Linked DNA regions of Mus musculus: region 1 is linked to region 2. Evidence: chromatin contacts called from public Hi-C data. All regions are on one chromosome and are shown on one strand. The core of a region is the stretch at or near the end of the contact, and the rest is flanking DNA. Distances in the headings are between cores, read along the strand shown.

Region 1 (6,823 bases), core at 697-3,196, 180 kb before region 2:
TGTTTTGATGCATATTATTTACATGTTACAGTTATAATATATACTAATAAATGCTAATAATTCACTGTCATGTATTTCTATTACAAGCTTCACAAAAAGTCTGCATAAAGATGAGAAAAAGGAAAATGACATCCTGAACATTTTTTCAGTTGCTTCTGGCCATTTATATGAGCGTTTTCTAAGGTAGGTGAGAAGGTTCTCATAGTTTCAGAAAGTTACACATTTACACAGATCGGAATTCAGCAAAATGAAAGAATGAACCTCAAAAGGAAATAAACTTTTTTTCCCGTTTCTGCCAAAGTATTAGCTTATTTTCATACCCGCCATTATTATTATTTATTATTATTATTATTTATATTCTCTGCCAAAGGCCCCTGGAGGAGCAAATCCACTGGGTTTGTGCGTTCTTCTTGCCTAAATGTTAACAAGGTATACACCAGTGAGCAGCTTGCTTTTTACATGTAAGTTTTAAAATACATTTAAATTTTATTAATTTGATTTGATTTAGAATAGTTTTAATTAATGTTAGAAATGCGTTGAATTTAACAAGATAATGAGAAAAAATATATATTGTAAATTTTCCTTTCCCATGAAGGAATATCATATTTGGAAAAAGAACGAAGTCAGTGGAGAAGAAGAAGATGGTATTCAGAATTTAAAGAATATTTTTAAGAGTTTATATAAAGGACCACAAAGAATGCCTCAGAGATATTTCAGTTCTGATCCTGGTGCTTTAGAGAGCACTTTCAGGGGCGCGCCTCTCTCCTTCACTGAAAGGCCTGGGTAAAGCAACCACATGGCAGAGTCCCAGAATGCACCAGTCCCTTCTCTTCTGAAAGCCTTGTATTGATCACACAGTGGCTCTGTGATATTTGCACCCTTACATCCTTATGCACTGCCTATTGTCACAGCCATAATGTCTGAAGGTGTTTTAGTTTACCTCTACATATTTCACAATGTGTATTCATAAGTCATCATTTAAAGGCCTCTGAATATAAGTTACCCTGTATTTGTCTCCATGTCCTTTGACTTAGGATTATGATGCTTTCTGTTCTGCGGAACACCGAAACTCCCGTGAAGTTCTGGTTTCTGAAGAATTACCTCTCGCCAACATTTAAAGTAAGCACATGGCTATTTTACAATGTGGCTAAAGCTTGATACTAATTTCTTTGTTACCATTGTAATCTCTGAAAACATTTCCCTTTTCAATGTGAGGTTTTTAAATGTGTATTTGCCAAATAGGGCATGGGAGTGGAAAACACATGGACTGAGATGACACAATACAGGATCCGTCCTAGCAGATGCTATCACTAATTAGAAAAACCATTCTCTGGATAAAAACCTTGCAGCACTTCATGGCAAAAGTAATGCCTCTTCAAAACGGGGTTTTCCTTTCTGGTTTGCTTTTTCTCTCTGTTTCTTCTTCGTACGGTGCTTTCGTGCATAACATAAACACTGGTGAGTGCGCAGGTGTAAGCCTGTAGCTTTGCTCTGTTCACAGTAGCCAGGCCCTCCCTCCAGCCAGAAGGTCATTGGCCTAACTACCTGTCTGTCTCAGTTCCTGAGGAGTCTGTTTGGGGAAGCAAGGCAGCAAGCAGTGGGCGTGAGCTGGAGCAGGAGGCTGAGCCACAAGCTTGAAGCAGTCTTTCAACACTCTCAAAGCCCGCCTCCAGTGACGTACTTCCTCCAACAGACACGTCTGCTGCCGCTCCCTCCCCTTCCTCCTTCACACACTCCCTTTCAGCTTGGGAACAAGTTTATTAGAATAGTATTTAAGCAGTTTTCAGTTTCTTTATAATGATTTATAGTAAGCTTCTTCTAAAATGTATTGTTTGATTTGTTATATGTGTCTAGGAGGTAATTCCTCACATGGCTAAGGAATATGGATTCCAGTATGAGCTTGTGCAGTATAAGTGGCCCCACTGGCTTCATCAACAGACTGACAAGCAGCGAATCATTTGGGGTTACAAAATCCTTTTCCTTGATGTCCTTTTCCCACTGGCTGTGGACAAAGTCATATTTGTTGATGCTGACCAGGTAACAAGAGCGATTACTTTTTACTAAAGCTTGCTTTGCATCTAACTGAACATGAACATGAGGATTTGCATTGCTCATTGATTGTCACTGTTAGTTTTTAGACATACACGACACGACATTTTTTATATCCACTAAGAACCTGGAGTTTAAAAACACACTAGCAGAGCGTGCGCAGACGGGAAAGTGTGACAAGAAGTACCGTCTGCGTACAACATGGCAGTTCCTATCTGAAACAGCCATTATTATTATTGTATAATTTGGCAAGTAAAACTAAGACATGTGTACATTATTCGTTATAAAAACAGTTCCATGCACCTGCGCGGGTACGCACGGGTTCCGCGCACCTGCGCGGGCACGCACGGGTTCCGCGCACCTGCGCGGGCACGCACGGGTTCCGCGCACCTGCGCGGGCACGCACGGGTTCCGCGCACCTGCGCGGGCACGCACGGGTTCCGCGCACCTGCGCGGGTATGCACAGGTTCCATGCACCTGCGTGGGTATGCACGGGTTCCGCGCACCTGCGCGGGTATGCACGGGTTTTCCTCTAGCTGCTGACTTGCTGGGAAGGTTAGCGGTGAGTGGTGAGTGTGGCCCTTCTCTCCTGCGTCCACCATCAACAGTGAAACCATCAAGTTTCCATCTGTCCATGACTTACTTAGGAAAGGCTCTAAATTTAGCTGGAGATAATGAAAAGCCACCTTCATTTCCAAATCTGTATGTATAGAATTATTAGCTCATTTCAGGATATTTGTCATCAGTAATCATGAAAATATTTGACAAGTGTACAGAATTTCTAATGCAGGAATACTTAAGTGTTCGTGTATATAAAGTGAATTCACAGGATATAAACGACATATCAAGGACAAAGGTGTATTTTCAGGTTTTATATTAGAATTTGCTGATAAGCATGGAGTGGAGATGGGGGCAGCTTTTTTTCTAAGTCCAGCACTGCAGAGAGTGAGGCAGGAGGATGAGGAGCTCAGTGCAGAAGCACGAATGAGGCCACCTGGAAACAAAAGCCAACCGGGAGGAAAAGACGGCAGAGAAGAGAGCAGGGCCCTTGCCTGGGTGAAGTCTAAGCCACTGCCGTCTGAGCTCTGAGGCCAGAGACTATTTATCACCTCATTGTAGAACAGCAGGGGACTAAATGCAAAAATTTATTGCTGGGCTCCTTACTCTGGTGAGTCAGCAGCCAGAAGCCTCTCTGGCTAAGCTGGTTAACTCTTTGTGAACCACAGAGGAAGGAAAGGAAAAGAATTAAGATGCTGGGGCTGGTGAGATGGCTCAGTGGGTAAGAGCACCCGACTGCTCTTCCGAAGGTCAGGAGTTCAAATCCCAGCAACCACATGGTGGCTCACAACCATCTGTAACAAGATCTGACTCCCTCTTCTGGAGTGTCTGAAGACAGCTACAGTGTACTTACATTAATAAAATAAATAAATCTTTAAAAAAAAAAAAGAATTAAGATGCTGTATACAGGCAAATGTACACAGACGCATATACATTCAAACATTCATATACCCACACTCTGGCCGGGCCCAACTCTTTGTCACAATCAACTCCGAAAATATTCATGCATGCTTACATACGTGCATATGTACCTGCACACATGCATATAAACAGACATACACATTTGGATGGATGGATGGATGGATGGATGGATGGATAGGGCAAAACTCCCCAAGCCAAACTATTCATTCAACTAACAACTTTATTTCATTTCTCTGGCCTTATTATACTTTTAAAAATATTAATAATTTTATTAGATATTTTCTTTATTTACATTTCAAATGTTATTCCCTTTTCTGGTTTCCCCTCCAAAACCCCCCTATCTCTCCCCCTTACCCTGATCACTAACCCACCCACTCCTGCTTCCTGGCCCAGGCATTTCCCTACACTGGGGCATAGAGTCTTCACAGGACCAAGGACCTTGCCTCCCACTGATGACTGACAAGGCTATCTTCTATTACATATGCAGCTAGAACCATGGGTCTTTCCATGTGTACTCTTTGGTTGGTGATTTAGTCCCCAGGAGCTCTGGGGGTACTGGTTAGTTCATGTTGTTGTTCCTCCTATGGGGCTGCAAACCCCATCAGCTCCTTGGGTCCTTTCCCTGGCTCCTCCACTGGGGACCCGGTGCACAGTCCAGTGGATGGTGATTCCTCCAGAACTTCTTTTATTCTTGAGAAGAGTTTTTGCTATCCTAGGTTTTTTGTTATTTCAGATGAATTTGCAAATTGCCCTTTCTAACTCAGTGAAGAATTGAGTTGGAATTTTGATGGGGATTGCATTGAATCTATAGATTACTTTTGGCAGGATAGCCATTTTGACTATATTAATCCTGCCAATCCATGAGCATGGGAGATCTTTCCATCTTCTGAGATCTTCGATTTCTTTTTTCAGAGACTTGAAGTTCTTATACAGATCTCTCACTTCTTTAGTTAGAGTCACAACAAGGTATTTTATATTATTTGTGTCTATTGTGAAGGGTGTCGTTTCCCTAATTTCTTTCTCAGCCTGTTTATTCTTTGTGTAGAGAAAGGCCATTGACTTGTTTGAGTTAATTTTATATCCAGCTACTTCACCGAAGCTGTTTATCAGGTTTAGGAGTTCTCTGGTAGAATTTTTAGGGTCACTTATATATACTATCATATAATCTGCAAATAGTGATATTTTCTTTCCAATTTGTATCCCTTTGTTCTCCTTTTGTTGTCTAATTGCTCTGGCTAGGACTTCAAGTACTATATTGAATAGGTAAGGAGAAAGTGGGCAGCCTTGTCTAGTCCCTGATTTTAGTGGAATTGCTTCAAGTTTCTCTCCGTTTAGTTTGATGTTGGCTACTGGTTTGCTGTCGATTGCTTTTATTATGTTTAGGTATGGGCCTTGAATTCCTGATCTTTCCAAGACTTTTATCATGAATGGGTGTTGGATTTTATCAAATGTTTTCTCAGCATGTAATGAAATGATCATGTGGTTCCCCCCACCCCCCGGAGTTTGTTTATATAGTGGATTACATTGATGGATTTCCATATATTGAACAATCCCTGCATCCCTGAAATGAAACCTGCTTGGTCAGGATGGATGATTGTTTTGATGTGTTCTTGGATTTGATTTGCAAAAATTTTATTGAGTATTTTTGCATCGATATTCATAAGGGAAATTGGTCTGAAGTTCTCTATCTTTGTTGGGTCTTTGTGTGGTTTAGGTATCAGAGTAATTGTGGATTCACAGAATGAGTTGGGTAGAGTACCTTCTGCTTCTATTTTGTGGAATAGTTTGTGAAGAACAGGAATTAGATCTTCTTTGAAGGTCTGGTAGACCTCTGCACTAAACCCATCTGGTCCTGGGCTTTTTTTTTTTTTTTTTTGGTTGGGAGACTATTAATGACTGCTTCTATTTCTTTAGAGGATATGGGACAAGCACAAACACACAGTTTAGGGGAAGAAAAAAATTCAAAAACTAAGATTTTAAAATAAAATTCTCTTACCTTCCCTCAACATTTTCACTAGTATTCTTTTGGCAAGCTTGAGACAATTGAAAAGTAAAACTGGGCAGGAGAGAGGCTCAGGGGTTAGAAGGACTTTGCTCCTCTTGCCTAAGACCCACAGTCAACAACTCCAGTTCCTGGGGATCCAGTACCCCCTTCTGGCATCTATGGGCATTGCACCACATGGCACACAGGCATAACTTGCAAACACCCATATATATACATTAAATAAATAAATATTTTTTTAAAAAACTGAAAAATTAAAACACAGTAACATTTTCATTTAAGCTACTTTTTAAATCAAGACTGACTTTATGATTCAAATTAATATTTTCCAATATAAATTTATATATTGAGGAACTAAGTGTTGTATGCCATTGTGATGGTTAATCCCTTCCTGAAACACATGCTTTATAAACTAGCTTGCCTATAAATGATATCACTATGTATTCCTACTGGTAAGACCACAGTTATTCAGGTAAAGAGCATAAAAGTCTATGGTTTTTTTTTTTATTTGTAAGAACAAGGAGGAAAAATTAATGTGTATGATGTTGTACAGGAAACTTACCTGCTGTTTCTGTGCACTGAGGCAGTAACGTGAGATTCACATGGGAAGAGTCTATGCCGCTGTGCAGTCTGCACTGTACAGAGACACTGTTCTCATTCCTTAGATCGTGAGACATGACCTAAAAGAACTTCGAGATTTTGATCTGGGTGGAGCTCCTTATGGATATACTCCATTTTGCGATAGCCGCACTGAAATGGATGGATATCGTTTCTGGAAAACAGGATACTGGGCATCGCACCTTGTTAAAAGGAAATACCATATCAGGTAAGACAGTGCGTGTTCTCCTCAGACCGATCATCATGTACATTCACCCTCATAACTGATCTGCATCTGTGAAGCTCCTGGTGTACATGAACTCTCGAGAATTCTCTCAGTCTCGATGCCCTGTTGTCTGTTTCATAGGTCAGAAAACTGAGGCAGGCCACATTTAGTGACCTGCCCAGGCTTTCCATGGCTAGCACTTAGCACAAGAATTAGAACCAAATGACTCCAGTTAGGTCCAGGAGTGTACACCTAACTGCTGCAGGAAGTAAGTTTGGTTTGTCCATTACAAAGTGCAGAAGCTGTCTTCCAACAGTTACTTGTTTGTAGGGCTATGAGTTTCATGAAAACCTGAAGATGTTTGAGATGACCCTAAAATACATAGATCTTTCCATAGTTATACAAAACCTCAAAGTCGGCAAAAATACCAGAACACTGGACTCAAATTTCTGAAAGAAATATTTGTAACC
Region 2 (7,161 bases), core at 1,643-4,142:
TGCCAGCACTAGGAAGGCAGAAGTGGAGAGATTGTTGCAAGCTCCAGGCCAGAAGGGAGTTCTCGTGTGTGTGTGTGTGTGTGTGTGTGTGTGTGTGGTCAAGTGAGATAATCCTCTTAACTAAACACTGTAATTTGCACTGGTCTAGAGGCCAAGTACGAAGATTTGCAAAGGGGGAAGTACGGGACATATCCTCCCTCGAACACTGATGTGCACTCAGAGGGCTCAGGGCACCCACAGGCGACCTGAGAGGAGCTATGCTAAGTGTGACGCTGGTGACTGTGTGGCTTGACCGGCAAGGGGAAGACTGACCATGTGAACCTCACAGGTAAAGATGCCCAAATGTCCCCCATTGCAAACTGTCCTAGGTTGTAAGTCAGTGGGTAGGAAGGACCCTGTCGTCATCAAATGCGGTGCCTCTCTCTTTCAGAACTAGTCACGCGCCACAACCTGCTTGCAGAAGAGCTTAGGAGTCTCTCCACTGTCAGGTCAGCGATGCAATCAGTATGGTGGCAGATTGGAACACTGAAGTAGAAGTGTTTACCCTAGAGACACCGGCAACACAAACGTGAGAAGTCTCTCTCCCCTCGACCCTCACCTCCCGACCCCCCCCCCCCACCCCGTCACGCACTTACTAGTCACAAAACATTTTCCAGCTCACCTGGAAGATGGGCACTTGACAATAATGGAACCATGCTGACCGTTGCATGTGAGGAAGGTCGATTATACACGGGGAGAAGAGCGGATAACAAGACAGAAAGCAGTAGGGGCAAAGCCAATAAACAACAATGACCATCAGAAAGGCCGCCCAGGACCCTCTGTGAGGAAGGCTGGTGGAGAGGCCTCAAATCACCTCATTTGTAGCTTTAGGAGAAAGTAGAGTTGCTTAGAGCTATCTGAGACCAAATTAGGTTAGAAAATGTCTGGTTACTGGGGCTAAAGAGATGGTTCAGGGGTTGAGAGTGCTTGCTGTACTTACAGAGGACCTAGGTTTGAGTTCTAGCACCCACACAATGGAAATTCTCGAGCATGAATGTGGTATATATTCATACATATAAAGCAAATCTAGAAGAATCAGGCTCTCTCTTTACATTATCATCAAGCTAAAGTGATCATACTTCTGCTATTTGATCAATCTCTTATTTCTTTGTTTGGAGCAGGTCTAAAATGACTCTGATAGAATTTTGGCCCAGATGGAAGACACTTTTACCTTTTACTTAGACTATCAATGATGACTTCTTTATAATCTAATTTTGTGGTGGGTGTCAGGTCCAGTCTCCTAGCCCAGTTCTCTGCCAAGGTATGAAGGTTCCCCTTTAACTGGTGGTCGAATTTCATATACCTGTGTCTTAGGGTTTCTTTTGCTGCGACAAAACACCATGACCAAAAAGCAAGTTGGGGAGGAAAGGGTTTATTCAGCTTATATCTCCACATTGTTCATCATTGACAGGAAATTAACAGGGCAGGATCCTGGAGGCAGGAGCTAATGCAGAGGCCATGGAGGGTGCTGCTTACTGGCTTGCTTTCCCTGCTTGCTCAGCCTGCTTTCTTATAGAACCCAGGACCACCAGCCCAGGAATGGCACCACCCACAATGGGCTAGGACCTCCCCCACTGATCACTAATTGAGAAATTTATACACACACACACACACACACACACACACACACACACATTAATATCTGGGCAATTGCTTGTTATGGACTTGATTGTCCCTATAGCTGGGGTCTCCTATAGCTTGAGATCACAGCATTACATACAGTATGGAAGTTATGCAGTATGTGTTTGTCTTTCTAATGTGTGTCTCCAAAGATGTAGAGACTTGGATGATGAAGACGAAATAGTTTGTGTCCGGCCATCCTAACAGCACTGAGGTGAAGAGAGATGCAGCGTAAAGGCGAGGTGGCTGCTCCCTGCAAGGATGCTGATGGAGGCCGCAGGTCAGGCAGCTTCAACAGTCACGTGACTGGGGTAGAGAGGTAGGAAGTCGTCAGCAAGGCTAACGAGCATTTAGATCAGATGTGCTAGACACTTCGCACATGCTTCATTTCCATTATTACTAAATTACTACTCAATTAAATGGGATTATCTCCTCTAAAATGACAACTAAAGTAGTCACTGACAAGACAGATGAAAATCTAGCTTTGGGATATCTTGAAAGTGGCAAAATATTCCAATATAATAATAGTTAACAGTGGTGTAGGCAGATCCTATCTTCTGTGCTAGCCAAACAGAAGAGGTCTCAAAATTGTTGATTGTGACTGGTGACATACTTTTATAAACATACCATATAGATTCCCAAAGAGTTTTTAAATTTTTTTAGTTTATATTACTACAAGTGGATATTTTGCTTGCATGTATGTGTGTGTACCAATTATATGCCTGGTGCCCACGGTCCTCCAGACAGTTGTGAGCTGTCATGTGGACACTGGGAATTGAACCTGGGACCTCTGGAAGAGTAGCCAGTGCTCTTAACCATTAAGCCATCTGTCTTGCCCATACCAGAGACTTCTTAAATTGTACAACCTAGCACTCATAGATTAAGGATAAACCAAATGTGGTATCTGCCTACCATGAACTATTAAAGAGAAAAAAAAAAAAAAAAACCTCCTGACATCTGATACAAGTGTGGTGACCCTTGAGGACCTTATGCTATGTGAAAAGCCATTTGCAGCAAGACAGATACTGTGTGGTTTTGCCAGGCTAGGAAACTCATGATGGCAGAAAGAGAAATGGGAGTGGATATGGGGAGGTTTTCTTGGGAGCAGTTTCTGTTTTGTGAGGTAAAAGCTTGCGGAGCCTGGTTGGACAACAGTCTGAAATCCTTCCCAGTCTGAGCTCCCGCTTGGTTACTGTGATGCACAAGTTGCTTTGCTTGTTGCAATAACCAAACACCTGGCGAGAAACACCTCAAGGAAAGGAATTCAAGGGTGAAGCTCAGCCAGGCGGTGGTGGTGCACGCCTTTAATCCCAGCACTCGGGAGGCAGAGGCAGGCGGATTTCTGAGTTTGAGGCCAGCCTGGTCTACAGAGTGAGTTCCAGGACAGCCAGGCGGCCATACAGAGAAACACTATCTCAAAAAAAAAAAAAAAATATATATATCAAGGGTAAAGTTCACTCTGGCAGGAAGTGTGAGTCATGTTGTATCCACAAAGCAGAGACAGAGAGCGCATGTGTTCAGCTCCTTTTCATTCACTGTGAGACCATAACGAGCAGATGCTGCTGCTTACCTCAGGGTGGGTCTCTTTCTCTTTTTCTGGAAACACCCTCAGAAGCTTGGCTCCTGGCTGACTCCAAATGCAGTCAAATTCACAACGAAGCCACCATAGATGGTCATTTCTACATGTATTTTCCTATTTAATTACAACTGATTATATATATATATATATATATATATATATATATATGTATATATATATATATATATATATATATATATATATATATATATATAAAAGAGTTCATGCCGCCCTTTAACACTATGGCTCCTCCGCCTGTCCTGCACTCTCTAGTTTTTATTCTCCTGATGTATTTTCTACTGAGTAGCTGTTTGAAGAGAATTTGAGGTAAGGAGGATGTTGAGTGTCTGAGGTAATGAGAAGATGGAGTTTGGCACTCTTGCTCCTGGGTGGATTTCCTAACAATGCGCTGGAGATTCTGGGAACAAGAGCTGGAGGGTACACTCCAGGGCAGGACTGCCTCTGGCTGTGGCTTCACCCTTTCAATTTCTCAGTAAATACCTACCTTCATCTCTCTTCAAGTGCTCTAAGGATCAGCACAAAGGAGCTGGGGTTTTTTGAAGTTAATAGACTGAAAAGTGTTGGCCCTGAATGGCGTTTAAAATCATCTTGAATCCTAGTTCTTTCTCGCCTGGCTTTAAAAATATATTCATTCATATTTCATCAACTCAGTTTTCTTAATCTTGAGGAGCAATGCCATTATTGTTAATTATTATTATTAAAGATTTCCTTCTCTCCTGATTGATTTTGTTTTCTTCAGAGTCCCTCTCCTAGGACTCAGCTGACTGGCTTCTTTTGAGAGAAAACCATTTGGCAACTTGTTCTTTGGTTGTGAAAGTACTGGACAGATTTTAAGCCCTTGGATTTCCTGACTGGCCCTGGTCCCTTGCTGCCTAAACAAAGGGACCCTTCCAACCCTTAAGCGTGCAGGGGACATTGCATTGAGTGTTCACTGCCCTGGGATTAGTTGGAGAGGCAGACACAGGTGGGTCCTCTCCACGGTCACTCAAAGAGGCTCTTTCAGGAGTCTCAATGTGCAAACAGAACAGGGAAGGTGGGCCAGTCGGCTAGTCTCCTGTGCAGCCGGCGATTGTCCCTTCCACAATGAGAGCTCTTCTCTCTGCAGGCCTGTGGGGCTGGCACAGTGGTTTGTTTGGTCCTGAGAGAAGTGGCCCCTTGCTTCTTCAGCCCATCCACACTGCTTCCAATCTCTGGTACACATTTGCTACACCTGTCAATTTTGCCCACCCTGTCGGACTACCCTCTAGAAGCCTCTGACTTAAAATCAGGCTCCACGGTGGCATGAATGTAGCATCCACTATGCCACTCACCGAAAGTAAACCTTGCGGGTTACTGTCACTCATGATCAATGCTACCATTTTCTGATATTCACCAACAATTGATACAGTGGGTTGTTTAACTAAACAGTTACTAAATAACAACAGTTCACAATTACAGCTCACTGCTCAGAGCTAGCCCTGCCTTACATTGTATTACTCTGTTCCCATGCATGCAATATCTGCATGCTACTCTGTAAGGTGGGAGCTGATGTTATGCTGTTTTCCTGCTGAGGGGGAGAGCCAGGCATGCAGAAACAGAAGCCTGAAGAGGGGCAGCAGGGAGATGGAGTTTGGTATTCTGTTTTTTTGGTTTGTTTGGTTTTTTGGTTTTAATTCTTCACCTGAATTCAGTTAGCATCTATAAATGTAGGCGCCTCACCAGCAGCCAGCCTGAATCATGTGACTGAGCTCTTGCTTTCTCGTGGGATGGAAGTGTCCAGCAGAGTTAGTTGAAGATATAAAGGTTTGGTAGCTGAGACCAAGAGGAGAGAGAAATGTCTACAGTTCCCAAGAAAGACAGACATAGTCTGTGTCAATAGGCTAGACAAACACCATCAAAGGGAAGAGTCAAGGATGTGTGATGGCTGAGGAGGTGGACGGGTAAACTGAAAGCTATCAGGAAGCTGTGTTTGGACTGAGACTGCCGAGAGATATACTTAAGGAACAGAGTTTAGGGCTCTCTCTAGATGGCTGGAGGACCTCATTCTAAGAGCAGAAAGGGGGCTGGAGAGATGGCTCCAGGTCTAAGAGCCCATATTGCTCTTATCAAAAACCTGAGTTTGGTTCCCAGTTCACAAACACCCGAGGACACTTGGGGACCTGTACCGGTTTGTTTATTTTTGTCAACTTGACCCAAGTTGGGGGTCATTTGAAGAGGAAACCTCAATTGAGACATTCTCTCCATAAGACTGGTCTGTGGGCAAGCCTGAAGGGGCATTTTCTTGATTAATGATTGCCCATGGGGTGGAGGTTGGGCACTCACTGTGGGTGGTCCTATCTCTGGGCACATGTTGCTGATCGGTGTAAGAAAGGCAGCTGAAGGTGAACCCACGAGCAAGCCAGTAAGCTGTCTGCAGCTCCTGCCCTGACGGACTGTCTGCAGCTCTGTCTGCAGCTCCTGCCCTGACGGACTGTCTGCAGCTCCTGCCCTGACTGGCTGTAAGTTGCAAGATGAAGTAAACCCTTTCCAGTCCAAATTGCTTCTGGTTGTGTTTATTACAGCAGTAGAAAGCAAACTATAAACAGGATCCAATACCTTTTGCTGGGCTCTGCTGTCACCAGTGCCCACACACCCTTGCACGTGGGCATGCACACGTGCACACACACACACACACACACACACTCCTGTCACACACACACAATACTCACAGAATTCAAAATAATAAAAATAAATCTTTAAAAGAAATCCCAACCACATCTGCTGCCCTAAGATTCTTTGTTTGTGCTAGAGGAAGTTTGGGGGAATTTTTGTGTTATTTAAACAATACATTTGCCGTGGGCATTTAGCCTATAAATCCATGCACAGTTATCCATGCTCAGGCAAAGAACACACAAGCATTAAGTCTCAACCACGCTGATAGTGTGGATCTTTCCAGAAAAACCTCCATAGGAGAAAAAACTTCTGATGCCTTTCTATTTAATACAAATCTCAAGCTTGCTTGATACCAATAACTATCCATTCAAATTGAAACGCACCCAGGCTTTGTGCGTGTCACCCAGCTCAGACAGCACATCTCACCCACCAGTAGTCGCCAACAGCATACAAAACAAATGGTGTTGTCTTAGTGCCAAGCCGATTTAGCAGTTGATCACTACTGCCATCTATAGGTAACATGTAGCATGACACCTCGGCATCGATTGTGGGCAAGATACAGCTGCTGCGCTGGAGGAAATTACCAGGGTAATTTTTTAAGTTTTTGTGTATTTGTTTATGTCCTTGTGCCATGCATGGTTCTCGTGTGAAGGTGAGGGGACAAATTGTGGGAGTCAGTGGTTCCCTTCCACAACGTGGGTCCTGGGAATCTGGCCATCCGGCTTTATGGCAAGGAAGGTAAAGAACTGGGTTAATGGAGGCTAGGAACTAGGAGTAGGAGCTGCGCTGGTTACTAGCTACAAAGTTTCCGTTTTTTCAAGAGGAAAAGAGTCCTGGGGATATATGATGGTGTTTATAAACAGTGAGTGTTCAATCCTTTTATTTATTTGTTTGTTTGCTTGATTGTTTGTTTTTCGAGACAGAGTTTCTCTGTGTAGCCCTGGCTGTCCTGGAACTCTGTAGTCCAGGCTGGCCTCGAACTCAGAAATCCGCCTGCCTCTGCCTCCCAAGTGCTGGGATTAAAGGTGTGCGCCACCACTGCTCGGCCAGTTTAAAATGGAAAGTGTTTTGCATATGCTATGGCAAAGAAAGATCACCGTCACAGCAGCTTGGAGTACAGATAGCACAAGACTGGTCACAAACACACAAAAGCTTATATTCATCATCGTATTTCTATCTTTAAAATTCCGAGGCCCGAGGGGTGGTTCGCTGGGACAAGGTGCATTTGCTGCCAATAGGGAAGACCCCGTGTTCAAGCCCCAGGATCCTCG

Evidence for each region. Hi-C and Micro-C count contacts between places; a contact is called where the count stands out from the background.
Region 1: a Hi-C map of CD8 T cells shows a contact between it and region 2, with 2.6 times the contacts expected there. The contact joins two enhancer-like sites. A contact is called at or near these places in 8 of 484 Hi-C or Micro-C datasets (B cells, CD8 T cells, DN3 thymocytes and 5 more) and 3 of 9 other capture datasets (adipose tissue, liver and pancreatic islet).

The regions. Positions count from the first base shown.
Region 1 is chr14:119,002,359-119,009,181 of GRCm38.p6, reverse strand. Uggt2 (UDP-glucose glycoprotein glucosyltransferase 2) reads left to right here. Exons shown (of 39, transcript NM_001081252.2): 32 at 88-183; 33 at 1,035-1,119; 34 at 1,855-2,037; 35 at 6,196-6,356. Among named protein-coding and RNA genes, the nearest start is that of Dnajc3, 68 kb to the right of the region's middle. Within about 2 kb of position 1,946, at least 375 of the 459 cell types and tissues checked have an H3K27ac peak or open chromatin away from gene starts, as enhancers often do. A contact at or near this core is called in CD8 T cells, where this site is marked.
Region 2 is chr14:118,819,517-118,826,677 of GRCm38.p6, reverse strand. Gm32382 (a long non-coding RNA gene) reads left to right here and starts at 6,433. Exons shown (of 3, transcript XR_383773.4): 1 at 6,433-6,478. It also overlaps a transcript of Cldn10 not described here. Within about 2 kb of position 2,892, at least 22 of the 459 cell types and tissues checked have an H3K27ac peak or open chromatin away from gene starts, as enhancers often do. A contact at or near this core is called in CD8 T cells, where this site is marked.